Regions from separate parts of the Mus musculus genome. Here region 2 is linked to region 1. A link is a contact called in public promoter capture Hi-C data. All regions are on one chromosome and are shown on one strand. Each heading gives the region's core, a stretch centred on a gene start, on an enhancer-like site or on the middle of the called end of the contact. The rest is flanking DNA. Distances are from core to core; before and after follow the strand shown. Region 1 holds the start of Rangap1 (RAN GTPase activating protein 1). Region 2 holds the start of 1500009C09Rik (RIKEN cDNA 1500009C09 gene).

Region 1 (4,110 bases), core at 201-2,700:
ACAGGAGGGGCCATGGTCAGAGCAGAGGAGAAAAGATAACAAAGGACATTCTAATTACTGTATCAGTATGAGTGACCAGGAGGGTCCCTGGAAGGTTTCAAGCAACTAAGCGTACACCAAGCTGTTTTTGACAGGAACAGGGTCCCAGTATAAGGCCTGATATTCGAGGGCTCAAAGAATGACAACACTGAGAGGTAGTCTCCTCAGACCAAATAAGCTAGTTCAAACCAAATTAAAGTATAAAGGCAGGTTTATTGGGGACAGCGCTCTAGTGGGTTCACTGGTCCCAAAGAAGGAAAGTCGCCTTGCAAACAGGGAGACAGAGGGGTGGGGGAGAGAAGGAAAAACGAGCTCACATATGCAGAAAGTGAGAGAAATGCAGACAGAGGAATGGAAGGGTAAGTGAGAAGACCAAAATGTCAGGATTATATAGTGAAGAGCTTCAGGGGAGAGAAGCAAGCCCAGCCCCGGGACTGGAAACTTCAAGTAGGGACTGAGGGATTCTGGGAGAACCTGGAGGCCATGTCCGCTTTGGTAGGTTAAATAGGCACCTTAGCCAGCTGTCACGGGCCAGAAACCCAACAAACACGAAGATGAGTAAAAATCTATCTGGAATTCAGCCACCTCTTACAGTTCCACGATGGGACAATGAGATTAAAAACTGGTGGTGGTAGGTAGGGCTCCAGGTGGAAGGGACACACAGACACACACACAAGCCCTCCCCAATTCACTTTAAAGAATGACTAACCAAAGCAAAACAGGGATGGTATTGAGCTATCCAAGGTCAGCAGACGGCCTGGGAGAGAGCAGGCACAAACGGTCAATACACAAACGCCCTCTCCTCCTGGGCGGCCGCGTGGGGGACGTCCTCAGGTGCACGGCCATCCATCGACCCAGCCAAGCGTCAGCAGTGACTCATGCCAGGCTTCCCGCGCGGACGTGGGCCGACTGGGTAGGCAACGATGGACTGCGTAGCCCCACCCGGCACGCCAGCCGGCTTCCTACCGCCTCCAGGTGAGATGGATGGCAACGGGAGGCGCCACCGCCGAGAGGAAGCTGTGGCTAGTGGCCACTCTAGGCCTCAGTTTCCCCAAACGTACAAGGGGCAGCGGCGCCCAGCGTCCCATCCCCCAAAGCCGGGCGCAGCGTGATCAAAAGGGTAGAAGCAAGGCGATCGCTTCGCCCCACCCAGACCCTGGTGGCCCAGGCAAGTGACAGGAAGAGCGTGAGGGCCCCGACTCACCACAAATTAGCGGCACCGCGGCGTGGGGGGACGGAACGCGCGCGTCGGTCACTGCTTGAGAGTCCGCGTGGGGGCCAGGCCCAGTGACCAGTCTGCTTGCCTCTCCTTGCTGCCGCGGCTCCTCGTTTAGCTCGTGCACACCACCTGCTCCACGATCCCCAGCGATTATGGCGGCGGAGGAGGATTTTTGAAAGCCGGCAGTTTCTTTCCTTCGATTTGATTTGTTCAAGCCGGAGCGGGGTTTTGCCGGGCCGGCTTGCGGGGCCTACTGGGAAAGGAAGTCCTGTCCTCCGGCGCTGGCATGGCGGGACGCGCGCGATGAACTACAATTCCCATGATGCAGAGCGCTCGGACTTCGCAACCCTCCTCTCCGCCCTCTCGGCTTCTGGCTCTTTCTCTACAGTACTCTGTGGGATGGTATTTGACGGAAGCGCCCGCAGACTACAAATCCCGACAGACCATGCCGCGAAGTAGCCGCACCCTTCCGTAGAGGTTAGCGCTCATTCATGCAACTTTATTGACAAAGGCGAAACAGTGAATCACTGGATCACTTCAGCATTGATAGGGATCTACTTGCTAAAAGAAATGACTTTAAAAACAAATTCTAATTCCCCTGAAATTGAAAGGAAACTCCAAAGATAATTTTTAAAAATGGAGAAAGTCATTTTGTAATAGAGACAAACTCCAGGCATCGCCTTAACCAACTGGTTCATATTAACATCAATATGAACACAGCATGGCGCACTGATGACACAGCATGGCTGTCCATTCTTCAAATGGATAAAATTAATCAAATCAGAGAGAAAGAGACGGAGAAACAGAGAGCCGGGGAGGGTGGGGAGAAAGAGAGAAAGAGAGAGAGAAAGGAGAGAAACAAAAGCCAAAACCATCTTCCAGAATAACTGGTCTGTATTGTTCCAAATTCTCCTGTGCCATTCAATTTGAAGAATGTTACTCCTTAAAGCCTATGGAAGCCGGGCAGTGGTGGCCCACGCCTTTAATCCCAGCACTCGGGAGGCAGAGGCAGGTGGATTTCTGAGTTTGAGGCCAACCTGGTCTACAAAGTGAGTTCCAGGACAGCCAGGGCTATACAGAGAAACCCTGTCTCGAAAAAAACAAACAAACAAAAAAGACTATGGAAAACGGTTGCTCTGGGGCATAGCTCAATGATAAGTGTATGCATTGAGTTTGAGTTCATCCCCAGCCCTAAAAATTAAACAAATAAATATGAAACAGACATGTTTAATAAGTGAAATACCCGGGCCTGGGTTTCATCTTTCACGGGGCAACAGAGATTTGCTATAAAGGACAATACTAAAATAATTAGCAAAATGTGTCTGTATAGTAAGTGTTACTATCAATATAAGGTGGGTTTTTTTTTGTTTTTGTTTTTTGCTTTTTGTACTGTGGAGTATGTGTGATAGTGTGAAATAAAGTAAGAGAAGTCTTTTTACTCTTCCTGGCATGTACTTCTAATGTCCTTGGCAGACACCCAACCATTGTATGCTGCAAAAATCAGTGAATGCTGGGTGTGTGGGAAAATACTCTATATGGAATCCTTGTCTGTCTGATTGTTGAATGAGAGATTGGGGTGACATGTATTTTCTTCTATATTTTCTTTCTTCTTGGAGAAAACTGCTGAAATGATTAGAGATAAAGAGACATGATGTTTAAAACTTATCCTCAAAGAGTATTATTATTATTTTTTTTTAAATGTGTGGAGTAGGGCTGGAGTGTTGACTCGGCAGGTAAGTCACACATCCAGAAGACGCAGGTTCAAGTCCCAGCACCCACAGGGCAGTTCACAGAAGTCTGGAACTACAGTTCCAGGAGATCCAAAGCCTTCTTCTGACCTCAGCATGCATTGCATACATGTAGGGCACAAACATACTTGCAGGCAGAAACATATAATATATATATACTTTTTTGTTGTTTTTTTTTTTGTTTTGTTTTTTTTTGAGACAGGGTTTCTCTGTATAGCCCTGGTTGTCCTGGAACTCACTTTGTAGACCAGGCTGGCCTCGAACTCAGAAATCCGTCTGCCTCTGCCTCCCAAGTGCTGGGATTAAAGGTGTGCACCACCACTGCCTGGCTTATACTTTTTCTTTCTCTCCAGCCCCCAATCGATAATACTTGAAAATAGGTTTTCCCCACGTATCCCTGGCTGTTCAAGAACTTGCTCTGTAGTCCACGCTGGCCTAGAACTTGGATATCCACCTGCGTTTGCCTCCTGAGTGCTGGGATTAAAAGTGTGCACCACCACCACCACCAGGGTAACTTTTTTGACCGTTATATAAAGAAAATGTTAGTTATAATTGCTTCAGGTCCTCTCCAAGAGCAGCATGTGCTCTTAATGTCAGCGCTGTCTCTCCAGTATGCATGAAGTTTGTTTGTTTGTTTTATGGAAGGTTTGCACATTGTTTACTTTTAGACAAGATCAGTCTTAAACATAGCCCAAGCTGTCCTAGAACTTAAGATCTCTTGACTTAGCCTCCCAAGTGCGGGGATGAACACACTGCAATACCTTGAGAACTGAAGCGGTGATTAATGCCTTCCTTTATTGACTGTGTTACGGTCGTCTGTCTGTCACTAGCTGATCTTGTGTGTGAAGTCACGCTCCTCTCTTTTACAAGGATTGTTATTTCATGTGTACGGGTGTTTTGGCTGCACGGATATCTGTCCACTATGTATGTGTGGTGCACACTTGATGTGAGCTGCCACACGGGCACAGGGAATTGAACCCTGGTCCCTCTGGAAGAGGAGCAAGTTCTACATGCTGAATGCTATATTCAGCCTCTTCAAAAAAATTAAATTGTATTATTTTATGTCTATTAGTGTACTGCTTTCATGTACATCTGTGTGTTTCT
Region 2 (4,407 bases), core at 7-2,506, 520 kb after region 1:
CTCCCTGGACCAAGCATATATAAACCATCACATGCGGCTAGTGGATAGTTTTTGTTTGTTTTTATTTTGTTTTGTGTTCTCTCCTCAGACAGGGTTTCTCTGTGTAGCCCTAGCTATCCTAGAACTCAGTTTGTAGACCAGGCTGGCCTCAAGCTTGGAGATCTGCCTGCCTCTGCCTCCAGAGTCTTGGAATTAAAAGCGTGCGCCACCACTATCTGGCCTCCTAGTATAGGCAGCTTTATCTCAGCTGGTAAACAACGTCTGTCCTTTGCGCAGGAGTCGATGTGACCTTATCCCTTTTCTGCAGAAGCAACTCTGAGCAAACGCCTGGGTACAGAGCTGTTGGGATCTTGCTTTCTTGGTCTACCCAGCAAGAGACATCCTGAAATGTTCAGGGTATATAACAGGTTGCTCGCTCTCTCTCTCTCTCTCTCTCTCTCTCTCTCTCTCTCTCATGTTTTTATCTTTTTTAAAATTTATTTTGTTTTAAAAAATGTTTTCCTTTAAGTGTACCGCATGTATGCAATACCTATGCTGGCCAGAAGAGGGAACCAGACTCCCATGGAACTGGAGATATAGCTGGTTGTATGTGGTGTTGTAGGTGCTGGGGATGGAAACTGGGTCCTTTGCAAAATAAGCAAGAGCTCTTAACCACTGAGCCGTCTCTCCACCCCCTATATTGCTTTTTGTTTTGTTTGGGTTTTGGCTTTTCAATACAGGGTATCACTATGTATCCCCAGTTGTTCTAGAACTCTCTATGTAGACCAGGCTGGACTTGAACTCACAGAGATCTGCTTGCCTCTGCCTCCCAAGTACAGGGATTAAGGATATGCACCTCCATCCCTAGCTCTAGATTGTTTCCTTAACAATTTAATTACTTGTCCATTGTCTGTCTGTCCAACAAAGACACAGGAGCTCAGGGACTTTGTCACTCACTCTAAAAGTGGCGCATTGCAGTTGCTAATAAATACTTGTTGAATGAAAGAACTACTTTACATCCATCCATCCATTCATTCTCACTAGTCAATCATTCATAAATATCAGATTGAATGCCTGAGCTTGGGAATACAGATAGAAACACCAGACATTATGTCAGGCCTGCAATGGGAGGAGACAAGGGTGATGTCATTGTGCTTATCGTGGTATCTGAGAGAGCCAAGGTCACACCCCTTAACCAGTCCAAACGTCACTGTATACTAAGCTTGTCCCACGTAGAGAGAGAAGGAACTAAATAGCTTTCCGGAGCTGCTGTCCCCACACTTTGAGTCTAATGCACGGTGTCTCAAGAGGTTCCCTGAAGATCAGACATTATGTAGGTACTGTGAAGATAGAAATAGAGTAGGTGAGGGAGTGATGGATGGAGAGAAGCTGCTTTGAGCCAAGGGAGGCTTCTCTGGGAAGATACTGGGACCCATTTCTGCCTCTCCGAGGGAGGAACCAATGGACGATAAAAGCTTCACAGAGAGACTTGAGATGCAGAGACACACCCTCCCTCCCCGCAGTGATGGATGACAGATGCAGAGAGCCCCGGTGGTGAGCACCTTTGAGAGTGAGCACTGCTGAGTCTGGAGCACGTGGAGGGAGGGAGAGGGGAAGAGATGAGGGGGCCAAGTGATGTTCTTTTAGAGTCATAGGCCATGAAAAGACTTTGGACTTTGGTCTGGGCTTTCTAGCAGGTTCTAGACTGAGACCCAGTGGATCAACAGATGCCTTGGTTCTTTTAGAGTCATAGGCCATGAAAAGACTTTGGACTTTGGTCTGGGCTTTCTAGCAGGTTCTAGACTGAGACCCAGTGGATCAACAGATGCCTTGGCAAGCAGGCCTAGTGGGGGCATGGGGGGGCTCAGGTCTCAGGGGTATCATCAACTTCATGCAATCATCAGCAAAACAGCAGCTGAGGTGGAGAGTCATGAGGGAAGCAGCCAGGGAGCCACAGGGGAGGGTGACAGATAAACATGCATTCAATGTCCCCTGGGACCCCACATGCAGGACAGTTGGTGCTTGTCATTGGTGCCAGCGGTATAGAGGATGTATAGGTGCTATACTGTGAGGCAGGATCCGGACTGCAAGAGGCTAGGCTAGAATATATTAAAGGCATGTTTGTTGGGAAGCTGCTCTCAGGCAAGTTCACTGGCCCCAAAGACTGAGGCCAGGGAAGTCACCATGGGGAAAGCAGAGGGGCAGTGGGGAGGGAGAGAGAGGAGGAGTGCCAGAAATTCCAACGTACCCAGATTACATAGGAAAGAGCCTCTGCTGGTGGGAGGGTGGGGGGGAAGCAGCCCAGCTGCTAAGCTGGAAAGTTCAGGATTGGGGGCAAGGTATGCCAGATGGGGACTGAGGGATGCTGGGAGAATCTGGAGGCCAGGTCTGCTTTGATATGTAAAATATGCACCCAGTCCCTTGTCCTTGCAGAGCCAAACCTTGAGGCCTCAAGGTTCATCTTATGAATACTTTCAAAAGACTTCTGAGTCAACTTTTTTTCTTCCTTTTTTTTTTTTTTTTTTTTTTTTTTTTGAGACAGGGTTTCTTTATGTAGGTAGCCTTGGCTGCCTTGTAACTAGCTCTGTAGACCAGGCTAGCCTCGAACTCACAGAGACCCGCTTGCCTCTGCCTCCCATGCATTGGGATTAAATGTGTGCGTCACCACTACCCAGCTACCATTTTTGGCTTCTATGGTTGGGCAGTGGTGGCGCATGCCTTTAATCCCAGAACCTGGGAGGAAGAGGCAGGCGGATTTCTGAGTTCGAGGTCAGCTTGGTCTACAGAGTGAGTTCCAGGACAGCCAGGGCTACACAGAGAAACCCTGTCTCGAAAAACAAACAAACAAAAACCAAAACACAAAAAAGATTGGCTTCTATGAGGCTTTGGTGGGCTGTCTATGAAAGATGGGGAATTTGAGTGTTGTGGTCCAGAGATCTCACCTCTTAATAGAAGCCCCCTCTGGCTTTAACTATCGTTACACATTGAGGTCTCCATGAAGTTTTCCTATGACTAAAAGAATTAGCAGCTAAAATGATACCTACAGACTATTTATCATACATGTTACAGATTTTTTGAGACACCATTGACACACATGAAGCTACTATACACACTGGGCAAGCCTTTAATGTCAGCATTTGGCTCTGCAAGGACAAGGGACTGGGTGCATATTTTACATATCAAAGCAGACCTGGCCTCCAGATTCTCCCAGCATCCCTCAGTCCCCATCTGGCATACCTTGCCCCCAATCCTGAACTTTCCAGCTTAGCAGCTGGGCTGCTTCCCCCCCACCCTCCCACCAGCAGAGGCTCTTTCCTATGTAATCTGGGTACGTTGGAATTTCTGGCACTCCTCCTCTCTCTCCCTCCCCACTGCCCCTCTGCTTTCCCCATGGTGACTTCCCTGGCCTCAGTCTTTGGGGCCAGTGAACTTGCCTGAGAGCAGCTTCCCAACAAACATGCCTTTAATATATTCTAATCTGGCTTGAATTGGCTCAGTTCACCGGCGGAGAAAAAAAAAACCAATCACCCAGCTCTTGAGAGACAGAGAGAGGCAGGTAGATCAAGGCCAGTATGGGCTACATAGTGAGTTCTGGGATGGGCAGAGCTACATAGTGAAGTTTTCAAAATCGCATCACTGAAAGGAAGCTGCTACATAAGCCAGGTGTGGTGATGCAGAGCCCACACTTAGTGAGTGTGAGGTGGTGGGTTCCGTCCCTAGCATCAATTGGTCCAATGAGCTGGTCAGGGTACTGCTGTCTGAAACCTAATAACCTCAGTTCATTTCCTGGAACCCACATGGTGGAGAGAACCGATTCATGCAAGTTGATCTCTGACCTCCACAGCATGGTACACAGATATAATAGAGGGATAACATACAATGCAATAATTGCAAAAAGACCTATAGGCGTAATGGGCTTCTTGTCCCTGGTGTACTTGAAGGTTAAAAATCCCAGGGATCCTCAACTCCTCCTTAACCACATAGGTCGGGAAGGACCCACTACACCTGCAGAGCAGGTAGCATGGTGGCATGTTTAGGGGACTGAGGGTCCCAGAGCCACCTCACCCAGAGCCTCCTTTTCTCTCCTTGGGTTCCTGGGAATAGACCCTGGGGAACCCGGTCCTCAATGCCTCTTCTGCACCCCTGGGTCCTGAGGGCTGTATTATCCTTTTGAGATGAAAGCCATCGGTGTCCATGGAATCCGAGCTGAAGGAGGCATCTTACCAGCTAAGCCTATCTACAGCCCCTAGGGGGCAGGATGTGGGGAGAATCCTGGTTACAGCTTGAGTCTCATCTGCCCAGTCTTGCCCTTGACTTTGAATTCAGCAGCTTCACTTCCCTGGATCTGGGCTGACTCGTGGTCAAGTAGGTCAACATCCACTCTGTAGGAAGGCTAGGTGGTAATGCTTGTGCCTGGGGATCTGTAGA

Evidence for each region. Promoter capture Hi-C pulls out the DNA fragments that hold promoters and counts their contacts.
Region 2: a contact with region 1 is called in a promoter capture Hi-C map of pre-B cells. The contact joins the promoter of 1500009C09Rik here to the promoter of Rangap1 in region 1. A contact is called at or near these places in 2 of 39 promoter capture datasets (liver and pre-B cells) and 1 of 484 Hi-C or Micro-C datasets (CD8 T cells).

Annotation. Positions count from the first base shown.
Region 1 is chr15:81,728,469-81,732,578 of GRCm38.p6, forward strand. Rangap1 (RAN GTPase activating protein 1) reads right to left here and starts at 1,451. Exons shown (of 16, transcript NM_001146174.1): 1 at 1,244-1,451.
Region 2 is chr15:82,251,216-82,255,622 of GRCm38.p6, forward strand. 1500009C09Rik (RIKEN cDNA 1500009C09 gene) reads left to right here and starts at 1,257. Exons shown (of 2, transcript NR_037697.2): 1 at 1,257-1,533.